Linked DNA regions of Mus musculus: regions 1, 3, 4, 5, 6 and 7 are each linked to region 2. A link is a contact called in public Hi-C and HiChIP or PLAC-seq data. All regions are on one chromosome and are shown on one strand. Each heading gives the region's core, a stretch centred on a gene start, on an enhancer-like site or on the middle of the called end of the contact. The rest is flanking DNA. Distances are from core to core; before and after follow the strand shown.

Evidence for each region. A called contact is a pair of places that touch in the nucleus more often than the background predicts. HiChIP or PLAC-seq counts read pairs in DNA pulled down with a chosen protein or histone mark.
Region 1: a FOXA1 HiChIP or PLAC-seq map of pancreatic cancer cells shows a contact between it and region 2. The contact joins the promoter of 4930577N17Rik here to the promoter of Mgst2 in region 2. A contact is called at or near these places in 2 of 484 Hi-C or Micro-C datasets (B cells and CD8 T cells) and 3 of 115 datasets of contacts at active chromatin or transcription factors (effector CD8 T cells, memory CD8 T cells and pancreatic cancer cells).
Region 3: a contact with region 2 is called in a FOXA1 HiChIP or PLAC-seq map of pancreatic cancer cells. The contact joins the enhancer-like site here to the promoter of Mgst2 in region 2. A contact is called at or near these places in 1 of 484 Hi-C or Micro-C datasets (the Ba/F3 cell line), 6 of 115 datasets of contacts at active chromatin or transcription factors (the NIH/3T3 cell line, embryonic basal ganglia, embryonic stem cells and 3 more) and 3 of 9 other capture datasets (embryonic stem cells, liver and macrophages).
Region 4: a Hi-C map of B cells shows a contact between it and region 2, with 2.6 times the contacts expected there. The contact joins the enhancer-like site here to the promoter of Mgst2 in region 2. A contact is called at or near these places in 1 of 39 promoter capture datasets (neural stem cells), 3 of 15 datasets of contacts at CTCF or cohesin (the NIH/3T3 cell line, large pre-B cells and pro-B cells), 17 of 484 Hi-C or Micro-C datasets (B cells, the Ba/F3 cell line, CD4 T cells and 10 more), 7 of 115 datasets of contacts at active chromatin or transcription factors (Th17 cells, double positive thymocytes, effector CD8 T cells and 4 more) and 1 of 9 other capture datasets (macrophages).
Region 5: an HNF4G HiChIP or PLAC-seq map of pancreatic cancer cells shows a contact between it and region 2. The contact joins the enhancer-like site here to the promoter of Mgst2 in region 2. A contact is called at or near these places in 1 of 15 datasets of contacts at CTCF or cohesin (the NIH/3T3 cell line), 1 of 484 Hi-C or Micro-C datasets (bone marrow-derived macrophages), 5 of 115 datasets of contacts at active chromatin or transcription factors (bone marrow-derived macrophages, embryonic basal ganglia, large pre-B cells and 2 more) and 1 of 9 other capture datasets (embryonic stem cells).
Region 6: a FOXA1 HiChIP or PLAC-seq map of pancreatic cancer cells shows a contact between it and region 2. The contact joins the enhancer-like site here to the promoter of Mgst2 in region 2. A contact is called at or near these places in 1 of 39 promoter capture datasets (neural stem cells), 2 of 15 datasets of contacts at CTCF or cohesin (large pre-B cells and pro-B cells), 4 of 484 Hi-C or Micro-C datasets (the Ba/F3 cell line, the STO cell line, erythroblasts and 1 more), 8 of 115 datasets of contacts at active chromatin or transcription factors (bone marrow-derived macrophages, differentiating embryonic stem cells, embryonic basal ganglia and 5 more) and 3 of 9 other capture datasets (adipose tissue, embryonic stem cells and macrophages).
Region 7: a FOXA1 HiChIP or PLAC-seq map of pancreatic cancer cells shows a contact between it and region 2. The contact joins the enhancer-like site here to the promoter of Mgst2 in region 2. A contact is called at or near these places in 2 of 15 datasets of contacts at CTCF or cohesin (the NIH/3T3 cell line and large pre-B cells), 3 of 484 Hi-C or Micro-C datasets (the N1E-115 cell line, cortical neurons and nephron progenitors), 14 of 115 datasets of contacts at active chromatin or transcription factors (the NIH/3T3 cell line, bone marrow-derived macrophages, craniofacial prominence and 11 more) and 2 of 9 other capture datasets (liver and macrophages).

The regions. Positions count from the first base shown.
Region 1 is chr3:51,275,390-51,278,249 of GRCm38.p6, forward strand. 4930577N17Rik (RIKEN cDNA 4930577N17 gene) reads left to right here and starts at 1,372. Exons shown (of 1, transcript NR_073429.1): 1 at 1,372-2,860. The region is part of intron 4 of Elf2 (E74-like factor 2); the gene reads right to left.
Region 2 is chr3:51,659,891-51,662,590 of GRCm38.p6, forward strand. Mgst2 (microsomal glutathione S-transferase 2) reads left to right here and starts at 1,289. Exons shown (of 5, transcript NM_174995.3): 1 at 1,289-1,416. The coding sequence starts at 1,359.
Region 3 is chr3:52,068,570-52,071,313 of GRCm38.p6, forward strand. All of the region lies in intron 1 of Maml3 (mastermind like transcriptional coactivator 3), which reads right to left. Among named protein-coding and RNA genes, the nearest start is that of Maml3, 35 kb to the right of the region's middle. Within about 2 kb of position 1,447, at least 340 of the 459 cell types and tissues checked have an H3K27ac peak or open chromatin away from gene starts, as enhancers often do. A contact at or near this core is called in the Ba/F3 cell line, the NIH/3T3 cell line, liver and 3 more, where this site is marked.
Region 4 is chr3:52,006,582-52,009,296 of GRCm38.p6, forward strand. The region is part of intron 1 of Maml3 (mastermind like transcriptional coactivator 3); the gene reads right to left. Among named protein-coding and RNA genes, the nearest start is that of Maml3, 97 kb to the right of the region's middle. Within about 2 kb of position 1,285, at least 184 of the 459 cell types and tissues checked have an H3K27ac peak or open chromatin away from gene starts, as enhancers often do. A contact at or near this core is called in B cells, DN3 thymocytes, Th1 cells and 11 more, where this site is marked.
Region 5 is chr3:52,138,947-52,141,646 of GRCm38.p6, forward strand. No RefSeq gene overlaps it. Among named protein-coding and RNA genes, the nearest start is that of Maml3, 35 kb to the left of the region's middle. Within about 2 kb of position 1,410, at least 64 of the 459 cell types and tissues checked have an H3K27ac peak or open chromatin away from gene starts, as enhancers often do. A contact at or near this core is called in the NIH/3T3 cell line and pancreatic cancer cells, where this site is marked.
Region 6 is chr3:52,087,091-52,089,850 of GRCm38.p6, forward strand. All of the region lies in intron 1 of Maml3 (mastermind like transcriptional coactivator 3), which reads right to left. Among named protein-coding and RNA genes, the nearest start is that of Maml3, 17 kb to the right of the region's middle. Within about 2 kb of position 1,436, at least 349 of the 459 cell types and tissues checked have an H3K27ac peak or open chromatin away from gene starts, as enhancers often do. A contact at or near this core is called in the Ba/F3 cell line, the STO cell line, adipose tissue and 9 more, where this site is marked.
Region 7 is chr3:52,044,899-52,047,770 of GRCm38.p6, forward strand. All of the region lies in intron 1 of Maml3 (mastermind like transcriptional coactivator 3), which reads right to left. Among named protein-coding and RNA genes, the nearest start is that of Maml3, 59 kb to the right of the region's middle. Within about 2 kb of position 1,368, at least 377 of the 459 cell types and tissues checked have an H3K27ac peak or open chromatin away from gene starts, as enhancers often do. A contact at or near this core is called in the N1E-115 cell line, the NIH/3T3 cell line, bone marrow-derived macrophages and 12 more, where this site is marked.

The DNA of each region.
Region 1 (2,860 bases), core at 122-2,621, 380 kb before region 2:
AGACCTCTGCAAGAGCAACTCTGCAAGAGCAACAAGTGGTCTTAACCGAGGAGCATCTCTCCTGCCCCAAACAGTATCTCTTTAACTATACACACTCGACACTCAAAACACCACTAACCCAACATAAAACTGTACACTAATTCATACTGATCAATGGACTGACTTTAACAAGGACCCAAGTTCCATTATGTTCCTCTCCTTCAGTAAAAGTTCCTATTCAAAAAGGCATTTAAACGCTGCTCAATAAATTGTGATTTCCCTACTTTTGAAATGTGTAAAATATGCCTCAGCCAAAACACACTATTCAGCGTTATTGTTATATAGCACATGCAGTTCTATCAGTCCAGATTTTATTTATATTTAAAGTTCCGTTAAATTTAGAGATAAACATAATTTTTCCTCCAAACCGAACTGCTTTGTCCACCAAACTACCAATTTCAAGATCCCTAAAAACAATAGGTGCAAAAAGACTGTTCTGATCTTTTACAGCACTACCGTTTGGTTACAATTTCTCATCTTCCAATCCGACATCGATGGAGATGTGAAACAGAACCAGAGGAGGGACCGCATGCGCTTATAATTTCGGTAAGCAACAGTGTTCGAGCAGTGCCACATCGACCCGAGGCCCTCGCTGCGCTGTCTGCTAGCAAGTAAAGCTGCTTTTTCTATGTAACTTAAGTCCGTGCCCTTCCGCTGCAGCAGTGGCGCAGCACATCCCCCACCCCCGCGGCCACTTCCGTGTTTACACTCCTCTTCCCTCCAATTCCATGCGTACATTGTCAGCTTCACTCCCGCCCAATCTTCATTGGCCCGGCTCGGGCCCGTGGTCCCGCCCCCAGAAATCAACGTTCTTATTTGGAACAGCTCAGGGCGCAGATTGGAACCTCGGGCCTGTCAATCGCGCGCGTTCTGTCCTCTCCCAGGCGCTTCCGCTATGGTGGGAGGTTTGGGGGAGGGGAAAGGGGGCAATGCCGAGCCGAGACTTCCCCGGGGCCAGGACGCCCTCCCGCCCGCCCCGCTCCCCGCTTTCATCTTACTGTGGACCAAAATAAACGTCCCCCTCCGCTGTCCCGCAGCCCCGGGCCGGCTGCGCGGAATACACCCGGTGTCCTTCCCGTCCACCCTCAGTCACCCGCCCCACGAGGGAAGGAAGGGCAGCAGCCCGGTTCCCCCACGGCCGCCGTTAGCCGCGGCGGGGAGGTGCCGGGTCGGCGGCGTCCCACTCGGCACCGGGAAGTGGCCTCGGGACCGTTACTCGGGCGCCGCTCCGGGAGGGACGAGGCGGGAGGCCGGGCGGGCGCGTTTTGGCGGGTAGCGCCCGGGGGGGCCGCGGCGTCCATGCGGAAGTGGCGGCTATAGGAAGTGAGAGGCGAGGGCGGCGGGCGGCCAGCGCCCCCGGCCGCGGGCAGGGGCGGCCCTCTCGGCCGGACAGCGTGGCAGGCGGCGGGGACAACAGCTCCGCTCACTTCCTGGTTCCCCGGCAACTGGGGCGAAGCGCGCAACTCGCCCGCGCCGACTCCCCAACTTAGCCGCGGCTCCGCGCCCGGCCCCTGCCGCTGCCGCTGCTGCGCCGCCGCCGCCGCCGCTCTCCCCGGAGCGACAGCCCGGATCCGAGGCAGGTTACTCTCCAAGGTGATCACTTCCTGATTTGTCGCCTCCATTACTTCATTCACTCCCCCCTCTCCGCGGCCGCCCGGCTGCCGGAGACGGACACCGGACCCGGGGCGCTGACCGCCCCGGGGGACGCTCCCCGCCCGCCGGGCGCCCCCTCGCCCGCTGCACCGATGCACGGGAGAAAAGTTCCCCTGTGCTTACCGGCCCGGATGAGCAGATCCAGCTGGTTCGTGGGTCCCTCATGCAGAGACGTCGCCATGTTTATCCCGGGGCTGGAACTGCTGCTTCACATTGACTTACACCCTGAGCGGCGGCGACAGGGGAGAAGGCGGAACCCGCGGCCGGAGACACACGCCGTGCGGGCGGCACACACTCACGCACTCGCACACACTCCGACGCCCGGATCCTTGCGCGTCCTCCGACAGGAAGCGGCGGCCGGCCCGCCTCCCGCCGCCGGGCTCAGCAGCCCCACCACCTAACGGCAGGGGCGGCGGCGGCCCCGGCTGGCAACGCGATCCTTCCGCCCCGCGCCCAGACAGGAAGTCAGTCCCGGGCGCCGGCAGCCGGCGGCCGCACGGACACCTGAGGCTGGGGAGCCGCAGGCCGCCCTCGGGGACGCGGGCCTCGCCTCGGCAGGAAGAGGCGCGCTTCACGTTCTGCGGAAGCGAAGTCTGCAAATGTCCCCTCTGGAAAAGAGCCATGAATCAAATTTTTCTTCCTAGAAAAGACCTCATACCTAGTCCCGCAGCTGTACACGGAGGTGGCTTTTTAACTTGGGTTGGCCTTCCCGGCGCTTATGCAACATACAATCAGTTCAGTCGAAAGAACTGCACTTTAAAAAACTTGTACCTAGAAAATATTCTAGAAGCATCACTAAGGAAGTCAGGAGTCTCCAACTACTTCAAAAACTGACTTGGTCCTGTCTTCTCGACAGAAGTCAGAGTACACTAGACAGGTAATTAGTAAACAGAAAAGAGCCGCCCGGCAGCCTCGGGGAGACTGGAGTCGCTGGGTTTGCTGGTCATGAAATTCGTGTGCCCTCTCTTGTATTTGCTTGACTTGGACAAATGAACGTATTCGTTCATAGCTTAAAGATATCTTCAGACAGCTTTTAAAAAACTCGTTTACCTTGAAACTGGCCTTACAAATACACACTGTAACAGGAAAGGAAAATAATGGCCAATTAGTGGCTATAAATTAGTGGAAATACAGGGAATAAGACCTAATTAAATGCCTTGCCTGTTTC
Region 2 (2,700 bases), core at 39-2,538:
TTTAAAAAATAAAACAAAGCCTAGTTTTGTAGGCTTTTGTTGCTTCCACAGCAATATTCTCATGGTAGGATCACATACAAATTTTGTCTCTGCAGAAGGTCAGTAATGTCCCTGAGTGAAGCCCTGAGGAGACAACCAGCTGTGATCTTCTACCTTTCTAGAGGTAGTACCTATTTATGGCAGGATTAATCTGCCTCAAAAGAGATGCAAAAGGTTTCTGGTGAGTTGGGGACAGGGGCATGACAAGATTGACACTGGGGAGCCTTAGTACCCTGTTGGTACAAGGTCAAGGGCATCTTTAAGCCACCTGAGGAATCTAGCATGGACAGGCATGGCCTCCTGGGCAAACATGATCTTCTCCACCCAGACAGCTATGCATCATCACCAGGCTCGGGCCCAGCCCCCCAGGGCAGATGGTGTCTCTCAGACCCTTTGCATTGAACTTTGCTCCACCCTGTAGATGTGGTTAAACACCTCAGGACCCTAGAGCAGGAACTACAGATGCTCGAGGACCAGAGGCCCCACGTCCCCAGTGAAAGAGAGCGTCAAAAAATGACTAATAAGGCAGAGCAGGTGCGTAGGCTTCAGGCTTTTATTTATTTTTAATTTGTCTCTTAGGAGCTGGAGTTGAGGAATTGGGAGAGATCGGGGTGTGTGTGTGTATTTGGTAAAAAAAAAAAAAGACAGTAACTCAGTAGGCAGCTCAAGAGGGTCAATCTGGAGTCTTTGTGTGTGTGTGTGTGTGTGTGTGTGTGTGTGTGTGTGTACACAAGAACACTTAATCCTAGATCTTCAATTTACTAGGTGAATCAAGTCATCTTAGCATAGATATGAAATTAGCATAAGAACTTCACACTAGGAATTAGAGAGATCTCAGAAAGGTTTTGGGCAGAGTGAAGGGCCAAAGAGCTGGTGAAGAGGCAGAGAAAATAGAGTAGCCCAGGCTCTGAGGCTGGAAGGCTCACCGCAGGGCGAGCTGGTGTGTTTGTGTATCTGTATGTCTGTGTAGGGTGTGTGTCTGTGTAGGGTGTGAGTCTGTGTAGGAAGTGTGTGTAAGGTGTGTGTCTGTGTAGGGTGTGTGTCTGTGTAGGGTGTGTGTCTGGGGTGTGTTCAGAAAGAAACAGATATGGTTCTGTGCCAGCAGCCCAGCCTTGCCTGCTTCTGTGGTTTTCTCTTCCAGTGCAAAGGTTGTTACTCAACCTTGAATCCTGCTTTTTTTTTCTTTCCCAATCCTGTTGACTCAACTCTGTTGCCTTTATAAAGGAGAAGACCAGCCCCTCAGGGTCCTAAAGCACCTATGCTCTTCATCTGACTTCCTACAAACAGTTCTGTGAAAGAGATCAGAGAGTGAAAGAAAGATGGCCGGGGATTCAAGCCTGCTGGCTGCAGTCTCTCTTCTCTCTGCCTGTCAGCAAAGTAAGAACACTGGAGCTGTGTGTGTGCACGGGTGTATGTGTGTGCACACGTGTGTGTGTGTGTGTGTGTGTGTGTGAGAGAGAGAGAGAGAGAGAGAGAGAGAGAGAGAGAGAGAGAGAGAGATTGCTTCAGTGTTTAGGTTTCATGCCTGCATTTTGTTGGTAGTTCTGGGTGCCCAGCAGACAGTTGCTCAGAGTGGCTTGCCCACTCCTTCCCCGAGATGGGTAGAATTTGAGGATGTTCTCTCTGGGATGTTGTGGGCCTCTGAGCCCAGTGACTCTATCATTTATGGTGACAGTTCATATCTCAGTGCCGGGAGCCCCAGGAGTCTCAGGCAGGGCCGTGAGCACATAAAAATGGAGAGCACAGACAGCCGTTAGGCATGTTCACCAGGAAACTATTCCTGTCTCTAAAGTTGGTTGTAAACATTTAAAGCATTTTTGTTTCGTTTTGTTTTGTCTTTAAGAAAAATTGCCCATGGCAGATTTGATCACCAGGGTAAAGTTCTGCAGAAATATGCAGTTTAGATTACATAATGAATTCTAAATATTACAAGATATCTCCACTAGGATGACTTCACATCCACCTCGGCCTGGATAAATGGAGACTCTGTCTGCCCAGGAGCGAAGTTCCTCAACTCATGCTACCTTCCTTCCATGCTTAGTGAACAGTTGCTTACCAAGAATGCCTGTTTATTCTTTCTGGGGTGCATCTTCCAGATACCTGGGTTGAGAGCTGGGGATAGTGCAGGCTGCACACCGCCGGGAGGAAATGACTGCTCTGTTTAGTGGGAGAGCAGGGTCTCCGCACTCGCGCAGTGGCTAGCCTAGCCAGTCTGCTTTGTGGATAAGGGAAACTGTGCTTTTGTGGACTAGAGCAGGAATTTGCTACCAACCCCTGGAGAATTTGGGTCTAAGCAAACAGTGTACCTTGGTCTTGCAGTTACAAGGGGGGGCAACAGGGACAAGGGCTACATGTCCCTTCCCACAGAGACTCTATCCCCACAGAGAGCCTTTTGTGTGTTGACTCATGCTGAGGACACTGTGTGCTGGGACCAGGCATGAGGCAGTTCGATGGTGATGGAAGACGAGAACAGGAAGAGAAGAGACCAGAAAAATGATGTTTGTGGCAGAAAAAAAAAGTTTAATTGTTGGGGGTGGATCGCAGAGAGAGAGAGGGAGAGAGAGAGAGAGAGAGAGAGAGAGACACGGAGACAAAGAGACAGAGAGATACTGTTTAGCCAGCCACTTCAACAGAAGTTTGTTGTTCACAGAATTAGGACAC
Region 3 (2,744 bases), core at 197-2,696, 410 kb after region 2:
AACAGGTGCAAAATGTAAATATATCCAATTTTTGAACTGAGATATTTCTGGAAAAGGTAAATATATATGTATATATATATGTGTGTGTGTGACAATTCATTATTAGATGGATAGTAAAATAACTATTTTGCAAAATTAAAATTCACATATATGTATGTGCCTTTAAAGGCACATATGTGTGTGTGTGTGTGTGTGTGTGTGTGTGTATATATATATATATATATATATATATATATACACACATAAATATGCTTTTAAAAACGTGTGCATGAAATGGGGAGGGCTTGTGCACATGAGGACCCTCCAAAGCTGGAGAACAGCATCAGACGTTTGGTAACATCCACCTGTGTGCTGGGAAGCAGTTAGTGCTCCAACTGCAGAGCCATCCCTCCAGCCCCAAACTGATTTCTTAACAAAGCAAATATCATCCTTTTGAACTTTGCATTTGAACCTAACAAATTTTCCCGCAAAATATGCAAATGAGACACACATTCACGTGTCTATTTTAATCCAGAAAATGGGTACTGATTCACCTTACTTTGAAAGAAAAGTGATGGAGAAACATGTGCCAACTCTGAACTCTAACCATCCAACCTGCAACACTCTGGTTTGCTGACAGCATTTCTTGTTATTTTATTCTTTCCTTGAGATTCAGAAAAGCTGATTCCACAGAAACAAACAAGATGGGACTACAAAATGGCTAAGCAAGTAAAGGCGGTTGCCGCCAAGCGGGAGGAGCTGAGTTTGATTCCCAGGACAACCTACATGGTACAAGGATAAAACCAACTTGTCTTCTGACCTCTGTAGTGAGTGCCCCCTAAAATAAATAAGTGTAATTTAAAACCGAAAATAAAAACACCGTCCTGAAGAGGTTAAACACAAGACTGAAAATCTCTTTCTCTTTGCTGATACTTTCACACAATACAAAAGGCTGTATTCGGGCGGCTGGGCGTGGTGGCATTTGGGAGGCAGAAGCAAGTAGATCTCTGTGAGTTCAGGGACAGCTAGAAATACGCAGTAAGATCCTGTCTCAGGGACCAGGGACGAAAAAAAGAAAGAGAGAGAGAGAGAGAGAGAGAGAGAGAGAGAGAGAGAGAGAGAGAGAGAGAGAGAGAGAAAGCAAGCTAGAGCTGTACTACAATGGCTACATATTCTGAACAACCAGCCAAATTAATCAAGCTATGCTGCATAAACGAGATCTGAAGTGTCGCTCGGGCGCTCTCCTGGGAAAGACACCCACACAGAGAACATTTCTCTTGCTTGTTCTCTTGCGCTCCTGACGGACAGGAGAAATCAAGAGGACGTATGTTCTACAAAACCAAATGATCAACCTGAATCGACTGCCTGGGTTCAATCCCTTCCCGATGCCGCGGGAAAGTGCCGCTCTAAGCCCAGGCGCTAGCCCCACTGCTTCCCTCCCGCCATCCTGGGCAGCTGTGGGCTCTTGCAGACAAAACCATTAGAGCTGGCTGACACCCCACGGGGCAGGAAATGAATCACCGCTTTACTCAACCGAAACTGCGGCAGGTTTTAAGGAAGCTAAGCACAGTTGGCCAAATTGAATCAGTAGCAGTTAGCTGGTAAAGAAGTGTCGAGGGACTGTGACCAATGACAAAGGATTAGCATTTTGGATCTGCTTTTCCACTCTCGGAGCAGATTTTTAGCAAGCACAGGTGCCTTTCGTGTAAGGTTCCCTGTGGCTGCACAGACCACCAACAGGTCCCTGCGAGGACATGCTAGACACCCGAGGTAGGTGAGGCTCCTTGACACATCCAGAGGTCCAGGCTCTGGCTGCCTTTGGTTTTCACTGGAATATGTCTTTTTAAAAAGGGTCAGTTTCTTCCTCAAATTTAGAAGTTCTACAGTTTGTTCTCAAAAATTGGGGCTCTGTCTCATGTGAACTGAGGTAGGTCTTAGATCTTAATACAAGAAAAATGGGAGTTAGGGGCAAAGCCATTATCTTCGATTTTCTTTACTACAACCTGAAAGCAAACATTTGTGAGGCTAATGACAATGATCCAAACACTGAATTTTCTTAAACCCAGGCTATTGTCTTCCTTCAGACGATGCTTCTCTGACTTGTCTGCTGACCACACAGAAACCTAATTTTTAAGCCGAAAGCTAGTTTCAAATGTAGCTTTATGTTTTATGCGCATTTTTAATACAGACCTTTAAAAGTCTAATTTGCAGAATATTTCCCTAAGAAAACAATCAGGTGTTTCCTAGGTAACAAAGCAAGGCATTCCCAATTAGAAAGAAGTCTTTTCCACAGTTCTGTTTAGAAATCAAAATACATCTAAGTTGACAGATGACAGAAATTGGTCAAATCAAATTTTTCCCCTCCAAGTCCCACAAAGGTACACGTTAAAAGTTTCTAAATTACAGCCAGATCTCCAAAGAGTTACAATCGTCTCAGGTTAGCACAGGAGTAGAACAGGTTTTGTAAGCACACCACACAACATCTGAGGTCATTAGTTCATATTTGAGAAGAAAGCTACTTGGCTCAGCTGGTAAAGGCACTTGCCACCAAGACTGACTGCTTTGAGTTTGATGCCCAGGAGCTGAACAGTAGAGGGAATTGACTCCTGAAGGCTGTCCTCTGCCTTCCAAATGCACACTGTGGGATACACACACACACACACACACACACACACACACACACACAAGCTAAATAAATGTTATTAAGAGAGAGAGAGAGAAGCAGAGAGAGAGAGAAAGATAGAATTTTTAGTCCACAAAACTGA
Region 4 (2,715 bases), core at 35-2,534, 350 kb after region 2:
CCTTAGCTGTGCTTCCTCCTATAAAAGCCATTTAGCTCTGGTTCAAACAAAAAAACCAAGAATCCGTGTAAAGGCTGGGAAAGGCAGATGGGGAGGGAGAAGGATCTTTTATTCTGTGGGATCCCGAGTGAGGAATGGAACAGGTTTCATCCTTTTGACTGTGCACCCCAATGGCAAATCCAGGAAGAGGGTAGAAGAAACCTAATGCTGTCTGCTAAAGGCCAGGGGACACTTGCAGTTATCAGCGCACACAGGAGGGCGTCTTGTTCCTGGGCTGCAAAAGCAGTGGTGCCTCTCACCTTCATCACCAAAGAGAGCATTCTCCATGAAATCTGTGTTGTCCCGAGGTCAGATCTGCAAAGCTATAATTATCCAGGTAACTCGGGTCCGATGTTTCTCAAAATATCCAGGTAATTATAGGAGAAAGGTCATTTCCTCTATATAATCTCAAACCTACCACTGGCTGTCTACACTGGCAGTTTGCCAGTCAAGATCGCCTGTCATTTCCATTTTGTTCTTTACTAGAATTTGCCAAGGACTAAGAATCCTAATGGGGGAGTTTTAAAAATGACTTTTGTACGGATACCGCTTCCTTCACCACCACCCCCCCCCTCACCAATGTTCTGCCGGTGTCCTCACAAGATGTAAAAACACCCTCTGCTAATTTTTAACACTCCAATGAATTGCATTCTGGGAAAAAAGATATTGTGAGACAGAAAGGAAAGGAGAGGGGTGAAGAGGAGGAAGAAAGGACAGAACGGTCCCAGGGCCTCCAAAACTGAGGACCTTAACTGCTTGGCCCTATTCCGAGAGAGAGAGAGAGAGAGAGAGAGAGAGAGAGAGAGAGAGAGAGAGAGAGAGAGAGAGAGAGAGAGAGAGAGAGAAAGCACAGGTCTGCAGGTCAACAACCCGCTCTTTCCGACTATGGGCTTTGACAGCAGGGGTAGTTTCGGGACGGGAAGAAGCGCATCTGCATGGGGAAGCCACTGTTCCTTTGCTTCACAAAGGAAGAAAAAAATGGCATTTATCCCAAGTAAGGCAGAACGTGGTAGGATTCGCCTCCCCCATCCTTTCTTCCCCCTTCCTCCTCCCATCGCCCTCACCGCCACCGCCCCTTCCTGTCGGAAGAGAAAAGGTGGGAGGGGGAGGAGGACCCACCGGTCACAGGCGGCGCGGTGGGATTCTCTTTCTTTGGCTTTTACCAGCCAATGGGGGTCAGGACGCTATTGGTTCAGCATCATGTGCGAGCGGGTGCCTCTCGCTTAGCAACAGCGAGCAGCGAGCAGCGGAGGCAGGAAGCAACGCCACCTGGCCCAGGGAGTGTGCGATGCTTTAAAAGGGAGACAGAAGGGGAGAAGAAAGAGCAATCTAGCTTAACATATTGTACTCCCAAGAACAAGGCTTCATCAGGCTGATAAAGACAGCCAGCCAGGCAAAAACCGGACACGAGCTCTGTCCCATGAGCATGTCTGTATCACCCTAGGTGGTCTACACATAGTTTTTGTTTTAAGGGACACTCTACTGTGCTGCAAGGGAGGTGGATGGAAAGATGGTTATCTGGGAGGTAGGGGTGAATCTACAACTCTCAGTGAGTTCAGTCAGTCTTATTCTCACATTAGGGTATTACTAGAAAAGACAAGTAAAATTGGGTGTGCTTGAAAAGGCAATTGGCTAGGTAGGAATCATGGCTTTCTTCCTTTTCTTTTTCTTTCTTTTTTCTTTTTCTTTTCTTTTTTTTAATTAATCAACACAGTAGCTGTTTCTAAGTGCTAAATTCCATCATAGTGGCCAACAATTAGCCCTTTGGAGTAGAAAATGGCAAAAGAGAAAGACAATCCTGTAAAGTGTGCTGTGCTGTGTGTGTGTGTGTGTGTGTGAGAGAGAGAGAGAGACAGACAGACAAGACCTGGGCTGTGTGTGTGATGTGGTGTGTGTATGAGTATGTATGTGTGTAGTGTGTGATGTGGTGTGGTGTGGTGTGTATATGAGTATGTATGTGTGTAGTGTGTGATGTGGTGTGTGTATGTATGTATGTGTGTAGTGTGTGATGTGGTGTGGTGTGGTGTGTGTATGAGTATGTATGTGTGTAGTGTGTGATGTGGTGTGTGTATGTATGTGTGTAGTGTGTGATGTGGTGTGGTGTGGTGTGTATATGAGTATGTATGTGTGTAGTGTGTGATGTGGTGTGTGTATGTATGTGTGTAGTGTGTGATGTGGTGTGGTGTGGTGTGTGTATGAGTATGTATGTGTGTAGTGTGTGATGTGGTGTGTGTATGTATGTGTGTAGTGTGTGATGTGGTGTGGTGTGGTGTGTATATGAGTATGTATGTGTGTAGTGTGTGATGTGGTGTGTGTATGTATGTGTGTAGTGTGTGATGTGGTGTGGTGTGGTGTGGTGTGTGTATGAGTATGTATGTGTGTAGTGTGTGATGTGGTGTGTGTATGTATGTGTGTAGTGTGTGATGTGGTGTGTGTATGTATGTGTGTAGGGGGAGATTTTGGGTTTCTCTTTGCTGCTTCTGTGATTCAAGAGGTATTTTGAGGAGGCTGGGATGAGCTCTGAAGGTCTCCCTGCCTGCCTGTAGCAGACGTTGTGCCAGTGATAATAAGGAAAAGCATCCAGCTCATTCATATCCCCTCAGAGTACATAACCTCCCCTTCCCCCTGTTCTAGACCCCCCTACCATGCTCTATAAAGACCCCCTAACTTCTATAT
Region 5 (2,700 bases), core at 160-2,659, 480 kb after region 2:
TTCCGGCTTTAATCAATAGCCAGGGACGAGTCCTCAGCATGCAGGACATCTCCTCACAGGAGGAGGAGGGGCTTGGGAGGGGTCAAAACTGTCTCTAAAAGCCAAGTACTTACTTTGTCATTTGCAGAAGATGTTTACTAAATTGTCACTGAGACAGTAACAGAGGTGACACGTTGTCCTGAGGACATGGGGTGCTGGCCTTGGCTTTCCCAATCAGGGTCTGATAAAAAACAAACCCACAGATAAGGGTTGGAGAGACGGTGTGAGGGGTGCTGAGGGGATCCAGACCCAAATGGGTGGGGAGGCATCACCATCCGTGCAGGGGAAGGGTCTGTGCCACTGAAGGATTGGGCTGCTATCCTCTGACCAGACCCTAAATAAGAACGTGTCACTGGCCTGGAGACAGTACAGTCACAGAGTGATCGCTTAGGCCCTGGGTTCTATTCCCAGTACTAGGGGGAAAAAAAAACAAAGAAGAAAAGCCTATTCTAGGTGTGCCGGATAGTGTCCGACCAACTCACCTCCCACCCCACAACCTGCCACCCAATGTTTGTAAAACCCAACTATAGCTTTCCCTTGAGATTAAAACAATCTAGGAGGGCAGCAGATCAGTGTAAAGTGCTTATTATGCAAGCATGCGGGCCTGCGTCCAGACGGCCAGCACCCACACAGAACCAGGCCACAGCAGCATGGGTCTGTAATCTCAGCCCTAGGGAGGCAGAGAGGAGATGATTCCTGGAGCTCACTGGCAGTGAGCTAGTTCAGTGAGAGATTCTGTCTCAAAAAAAAAAAAGATGAAGAAATGATTAAGGAAGACAGCCAACGTTGACGACTGGCCTCTACACATGCACACATTCATACCTACACAGAGGAACAGTCACACCTACACACATGAACACAAACACGTATGCATACCTATAGACACGAGCACACACACATTCGTACCTACACAAATGAACACACATGCATTCATACCTACACACATGAACACAGACACGCATGCATACGTATAGACACAAGCACACACACATTCGTACCTACACATATGAACACAGACATGCATGCATATGTATAGACACAAGCACACACACATTCGTACCTACACACATGAACACACATGCATTCGTACCTACACACATGAACACACATACATACACACAGCATGACAATGTTTGATTATTTGTTAAACTCAAGAAGAAATAGACCTCTCTGAGCCATCTTTCGCCATGGGGTCACTGTTATCTACACAATGACAGTGAAGTATTTTGGGGAGGGTAAAGGCAGGCACCCGCATGTGGACTCTGAGTTTGTCACCTCCGCAGGGCTGCCTCCTCCGGCTCTCTGTGCAGCAGATCACAGAGCTGCCGCCGTGCCTCCGACATGTGAAGTCCCACCGCGAAGCCTGCCTGGCAGGCTGTGAATGAGTCATGTGCACTCGCTCCTCAGTCTTGGCAGCATCTAGCTCTCTCTGAGCGAGACCCAGCAGAGGAGGAAAAGGTGTTTTGCAAACACTCGCTTATGTTGAAACACGGTTTATCCTTGCTGATCTATCTGCAGAACAATGAACAGGCCAGCGAGTCACGGAGGGTATCTGAGAGATAGCGACAGATTTATTCCACACACCCACTCTTGAGCAAAGCAAAAAGCCTAGTCTGGGCCACAATGGGAGGACAAAGCAGAGCAGCTATGAGGTTGAAAGACCGGGGCTGTGTACAGCACTCAGTTTACCTACTAAGCAGCCGTGAGACCGTGAGCAACACACACACTGTGTACAGTTCAGTACAAGAGCTTCCTACCCATCCTAACTGTGCTGAGTATTAAAGCTGGTGTCTATGAAGCTCCTAGCTCCATGCCAAACATCTCCATATGTAATTGCTACTTGCTGTCTCCCCAACCTCATTTTGGGTTTTGATCCTCGCAGACTTTAGAGACAATGTCAGAGGCTTAGAGACAGGGCAGAATGGTTGTGAGAGCTCCTGAGGGAAGTGGGCATCTAGACAGCAAAAAGAGGGAGGCCAGTGGGATGCACCCTAAGTTAGCGACCAGCATGGGCGATGGTGCTCACGCCTGAAGTGAAGGGAGGTGATGGAGAGCCGAAGGGTGGGTAGTCCCATCTAAGGGAGGTATGTGATTCCTGAGGATCATCAAAGGTCACCACAGGAGGAGATGAACTGCCAGGAACTTTAATCTGTAATGTGACTTTGCCTTCTACTGTTGTAGACTGGCAGATCTCTCAAATCTCCGTGCAGTCTGACATGTCCCCCAAACCCACGCAGGGTGATGGCAGGCACGCTGAAGAAAATGGAGATATTGGAACCTAGTGGTTTCCATGAAGGGACAGCCCTTCTGGAAGTATGATAAGACAGCAGGAAGTTCAAAGGCAAAAGTGGTGATGCCAAGATGTCTGCAGATTACAAGAGAAATCAGCACTTGGATCTCCTCGGGGTGGTGCTTGATGCGTGGGGCCTCTTCTGCCCAGTCCTGCATCTGTCCTGTGTGTACAGAGAGTGTCTGCAAAGGCCCTGTTAGACTCACGTTAAACCTGAAGAGTCTAAGCTCGACCCCAGTTTATGTGTGGAAATGCAAAACCTGTAGACTGCACTATATGAGGGGCCAGAGTACAATGTTGGTGTGGACCCAACATGGACGCTCCAGGAAGAAGGGCGGTATTCAGAACTACTTCTCCAGCCAGGCTGAGAG
Region 6 (2,760 bases), core at 186-2,685, 430 kb after region 2:
CATGGCGAGTACAAACTCACAGAAGGTCTCCAAGCAGAGTAATTCTTTGAACTTAAAAACACTTTTTTCAAGGCCAAAAATATATCAATTCCCATAGCACAGCCCAATGTGTAAATAAAAATCTCCGATTAGTCATTAGTAGGACATACATACATACATACATTCATACAAGAGACAGCAGCATTGGCCTTGAAATGACATTTCTTCATGAGGAAAAGAAATAGATTTATCCCAACATCATAACCAAATCAACCTTCATAGGTGTTCTACACCAAAAGGTTTCATAGGAGCTAGGAAATGGCTTAGGGGGTAAAGCCCTTGCCACAGAAGTATAAGGACCAGAGTTCAAATCCCCAGTGCCCATGTAAAGGCTCAGTGGATGTAACAGCCCACTTGTAGTCCCAGCACTCTGTGGAGGCAGGTGATTCCTGGAGCAGGCTGATTGGCTAGACAGTGGTAGCGACGTTCCTGCCTCAAGATGGAAGAAGAAAGCAATGGAGGGTGATACCGAACACCCACCTCTGGCCTCCACATGCACACACACAGACAAGCACAGATACATACATACATATGAGAGAAGGACGAAGACTTCCTAGAGACCAAGAACATGGAGCTTTTTGGTGTTCCTCAATCAAAGTGTGAGTGGTATCCATTTCCTCCATGCATGCAGTTCCTGGAATAAAAATATTCTCCCTCACGGGCACAATAGCCCAGGCTACAGCCTCCCCTCCTGGAGTGTGAGCCTCGCTGGGTCTCGCCTTCTGCTGTGTTTGAAAGAACCTTTCCCAGGGCCATGTGTTCTTTTGGGGATCATTTCCATATTTGGGGGAGCAAAGAAAAGGAGCCAGGGTGGGTGGCCCTAACCAACAGTGATCAGAGACATCCAGGACTCAGGGAGACGGAGAAACCCTGGTCTTGGGAAGAGTCAGCACAGTGGCAGAGGAGAGGCTTCAGAGGAAAGTGGAGTTAATCAGCCTTTTTATGCACACACACATGCTGGCTTCACACATTCAAAAAATAGACCCAGGCTAAGCATAGGGCCTGTTTTAGCCCTATGTAAAAACTGGATAGATGGCGACTCTCTCTTTTTTTGTAGCAGGAGCCCTGCCTCTAGCATCCGAGCCAGTCTTAGCTAGCTGAGCCTTAGGAGTAGGGAAGCAACTTGAAAAGGGCTCTGAAAAAATACAAACGACTCTCACTTTCACCAGGAATACTGAGTATCCAGGATTCTATACATTTATCAATTAATTAGGTTGTACGTAAAAAAAAAAAATGCTCTCTTTGTAATAGTTGCCACGGAGATATCGTGTAAAAAAAGGTCCTAGTGTGTATTTGTGGGACAAACGGTTTGCTGAGTGACCAAAGTCAGGAGCAATGACTGCTTACCAAATGCAAGCTGCTGGGCTTGGCCTGAGACTGCAATAGTACAGCAAGCCTGGCCCGGGGCCAAGAGCATGCCTGCCAGGGAGACAGGAAGTCACTGAGAGCTCCCACAGACCCATGGCTGAGAGAGTTCCCCAAACAAAAGGCAGCCACTGACTTCCACAACCGGCCTGCCATGAGACCATATGGTCAGCAGTATTGTCTCGCCACAACACAGAGGCCTGTCTTCAGGGGCCTGTGCCTGTAGCTGTCGACCCCGTATCTGTCTTAGGATTACTTCACTATTTTACGACTTTTCTGGGAATTCACTTCCGTGTAACCTAGCTTGGTACACGGCGAGAAAAATGGTATCCTCCCCACCCCCCCACCCCCCCATCTCCGATTTAGCCTGATGAGTCACCTTTGTCTTCACGGCAAAAGAGTAATGAACACCAAACCTACTTGCTATTTATTCACAGGGCACGGAGGAAGGGAGTGGAAGGGACCGTGTGGACAGAAGGGAAAACTGGACACTTAAAGTTTCTTGCTCTGATCCCTGTTGACGCTGGGTTTAATTTATAGGGAGACCCAAACCTTTTGGCTCATCCCTTTCTTCTCTGGGAGTACCCACTTCAAAGAATTCTCTAGTCACTGTGTGGAGACCCTGCTGCTGAGAGCCGCCAAAGGCGAAGACAGATTGGTTCGCCTATAAACACCTGACAGTCATTTTCTTCCTCAGCAGAACTCGTCAAAAAGCCCCTCCCAATAAGGCATGCTCTCCCAGAATATTCCAGCTAGATCCTCTCTGTCTCTTCCCCCAAGATCATGACGATCCCCACTGTGGATAAGGGCTTGATTTGGTTCACCAAGGAAAAAACCATAGAAAAACTAAAGACAGTGGAATGCCCAACCATCTAGTCTTTGCCTTTAGGAGTCTCGTGCTCTCTCCCTTCTCCCCTCCCTCCCTCTTTCTCTTCCTCCCTCTCTTATTTCTCACTCTGTCTGTCTCTGTCTCTTAGATTTTATTTTATGTGTGAGTGCCTTGCCTGAATGTATGTATATGCACTAAGTATATGCAGTGCCCGAGGCCGGAAGACAGCATCAGACTCCCTAAAACTGGAGTTACATACAGATTGTGAGCCATCATGTCAGTCCTGGGATTTAAACCAGGGTCCTCTGAAGAAACAGCTCTTAAGTTCTCAGCCTTCTCATGTGTTGTTTTGTCATATTTTCTTTTAGAAACAGGGTCTCATATATCCCAGGAGGGACAGGAACTCAACAGATAGCCAGTGATAATCCTGGTCTTCCGCCTGTACCTCCTAAGCGCCAACCAGAGATGTATGTCAATATGGCGGGTTTCATACAGTGCTCAGAACCGGACCAGCGCTTCCTGCATGC
Region 7 (2,872 bases), core at 118-2,617, 390 kb after region 2:
AGAAACCCCCTTGGGGGACAGGAGCCTACTAAGACCTAGTGGCTGATGGGGTGAGACACAAACAACCCACCAGGGTGGGAGTGGCCGAGGGGCTTCCTCGAAGGGGAGGCCCACTCCGGCTGGGCTGTGGTCCTTTTCGGGCCTCTTCACTGGGGCAACCGAGAAGACGAAACATCTCGCTTAAAACATCGCGTCGGTTCCAAATAATGATGGCGATAATTAAAAAGCAACAGAAATTTAGCTGTGGAGCGATTGTGGACAGGAGGCAAGGTAATGTACAGAAGCCGGTCACAATGAACGATTACTAAGTCAGGACAAGCAAGAGAGACAGAAGCCAAAGCAGAGAACCCTCATTTTAGGCCACACTGCTCTTTCAAGCAACGAGGGGGGGGGGGTGGAGTCAGGTAGTGGCGGGATGGGGGTTGGGGGAGGGGCACTTAACCCTTTGCTAGTTCCGCCCTAAAATCCCTGGGAACTTGGGAGCCTCCTCAGCTAGCCCTGAGTGGGCACACCAGAGCTTGCTTTTGTGGTCTCTTGGATTTTAGGTCGGTAGCAAGTCTCTGCCTTTTAAAAGAAGACATGTAGGCTTGGCACAGTGCCACCTCGATCCCCTCACTAGGCTGACTGAGGCTGGAGGATCCTGAGTTACAGGCCAGTCTGGGATACATAAGAAGGAGGTCTCAAAGCGTGCCCTGTCCTCCCCCCAAAACATTCCTTAAAGGCACAGCCAGGTATGAGATGAACCAGAAAAGAAAACAACAACAACAACCACCATTTATGAATCCTCCTGTGGAGAGTCAGGTTTGGCAAAGATGCCCTCCCTTGAAGGGTGAATGGAAGTGGATCTCAGCCTCTTAGGGTTTGGTTTTCTCTGCCTCCCACACAAAGGCAACATTTCCTGCACTGTATTATAGTTTTTATTCCTAAAGTTTTAAGCCATTCCTGTCTACCCAGGCAACTTTATAGCTGAAGTGAATTAACTTAGCTGGGGGTGGGGGGGGGGTCTTCATTTGGAAGTGGATCTACCTGAGGAATACACACATACACACACACACACACACACACACACACCCTGACCACACAAGGTAGAGAAAGAAAAGAAGCAGAGAAGAAAGCTGTGGGAAGGCAGCTCCCGCAGGACACCGTAGGACTACTGTGACGACGGACCAGCCGGAGGGGTAGGGAGCCAACTTCAGTCTGTGAGCCAGGAGGCTATAAGAAGCACGCTCCCTCTGACATTCCATCCTCCACAACTCCAGCAACCACAGGAGGAGGGCCTAAGCCGGAAGAGACCTGTTCTAGCTGGATCTATCTCCGCCTGTCTCTAGGTTGAAAATAAAACTCTGAACTTCTCTGCCAATGAGCTCTGCCAGGCCCGATGACGTCCCGGCACGTCAGTTCTATTTGCAGGCAAGGTCCCTGTGCACCAGGTGAGGAGGAGTCTGGGCAGAGGACTCTGGGATGGTGGGCCTGACTTCCCACTGTGCACAGCCGAGATCTGAAAAGAGCTGCCGGGGTGCTAGTAATTGCACACGTCAGCGAGAGCTGTGCAAAGGAGAGTGGGCTCAGAGAGAGCTAATTGCTATCCTCGGGCTATGTGCTCCTTGTTGAATACCAGAGCGGGAAATCTGATCTGTGCAAAGCAAAGGAAAATCACCAGTAAAATAAAACAAGGAGGCAGCCTGCCCACGCTGGCCACAGACTCCCATTTGTCCTTCCCTCATCTACCGTCATCCTTATTATTAAGAAAATCTATAAATCTGGAACTCTTAGATTTCTTTCTCTTTTCTGTCACTGGGGACAACTGAGCACAGAGACTGGCTCCTCAGATAATGGTGGCCCCAAATGAAGCTCCTAAGGATCCCGAGAGTCTAACTTTCTCCTCCTTTTCATGTCTGTTTGCAAGGATTTATAATCATCGTCATCACCATCATTATCGTCTAAGCAGAACCACCATTTGAACCTCTCCTTCCTTGCTTTCTCCCACTTCCTCGGTCAGTGTCTTAGCTCATTAATTCCTGGCTCTCTGGATCCTGAAGTGTGCGATAAGCTGCTCTTTTTCTTTTGTCTCAAGGCCAAAAAGACTTTCTGGAGAGGCAAGCTCCACAAGTCCGGCCCTCCCGGCCGTGAGTGACAGCTTAGAGGAGCTTTGGCAGCCTGCCACCGATAGCCAAGAACACAGAGCCGTCCAATCAGCAGCATGAATCCCTTCCTACTGCGACACGGGGGCAGCCTTTCTTCAGCTTGGCTGCTGACACCCAAGGATCTCAGAGTTGCCTCCGCCTGTGATCCTGCCTCTTCCTCAAAGGACCTCACAGTGTACGGACCTTGGGTTCATCCTTCTGCGGTGGTTCCGTCAGATTCAGTTTAATCATGGGAAGAGCTTTAGCTCCTCCCACTTCACACTCCACGCATTTCCTGCTCCCCCTGTCTTGACAGAGCAAAAATCAATGACTCTGCCACTGTGGGTTATCCAGGGTGATAGCAAGAGCCTGTCTTGGATCTCAGTGCCTCCCCACAGACCTGCACACCCCAAACTGGAAACCATGAGTTCTTTCTAAAGAGACCTTTCTAAAGAGACTGATGGTCCACCAATCCTTCAGGCTGGGCTCCTATTCCCTCCTCATCTCCCATCTCTAAAAGCAAAAGCTTTTTGCATTTTATTTCACTCACATTTCTCAAATCCAGCTCCCAGCACCCTGAGATGAGGGCACAGCCCCTTAGCTCAGCCCCGAGCCCTCCTCTGTGTCTCTTGCCCAACACCAGGAGAGAGCTAACACTAATGCCCCACTTGTTCCAAGGCCTTCCGCGTGGCATCTGAAAGCTGTTCCCTTCCAGTATCGCCAAGCTTAGTCCTGCCTGCATCAATCTC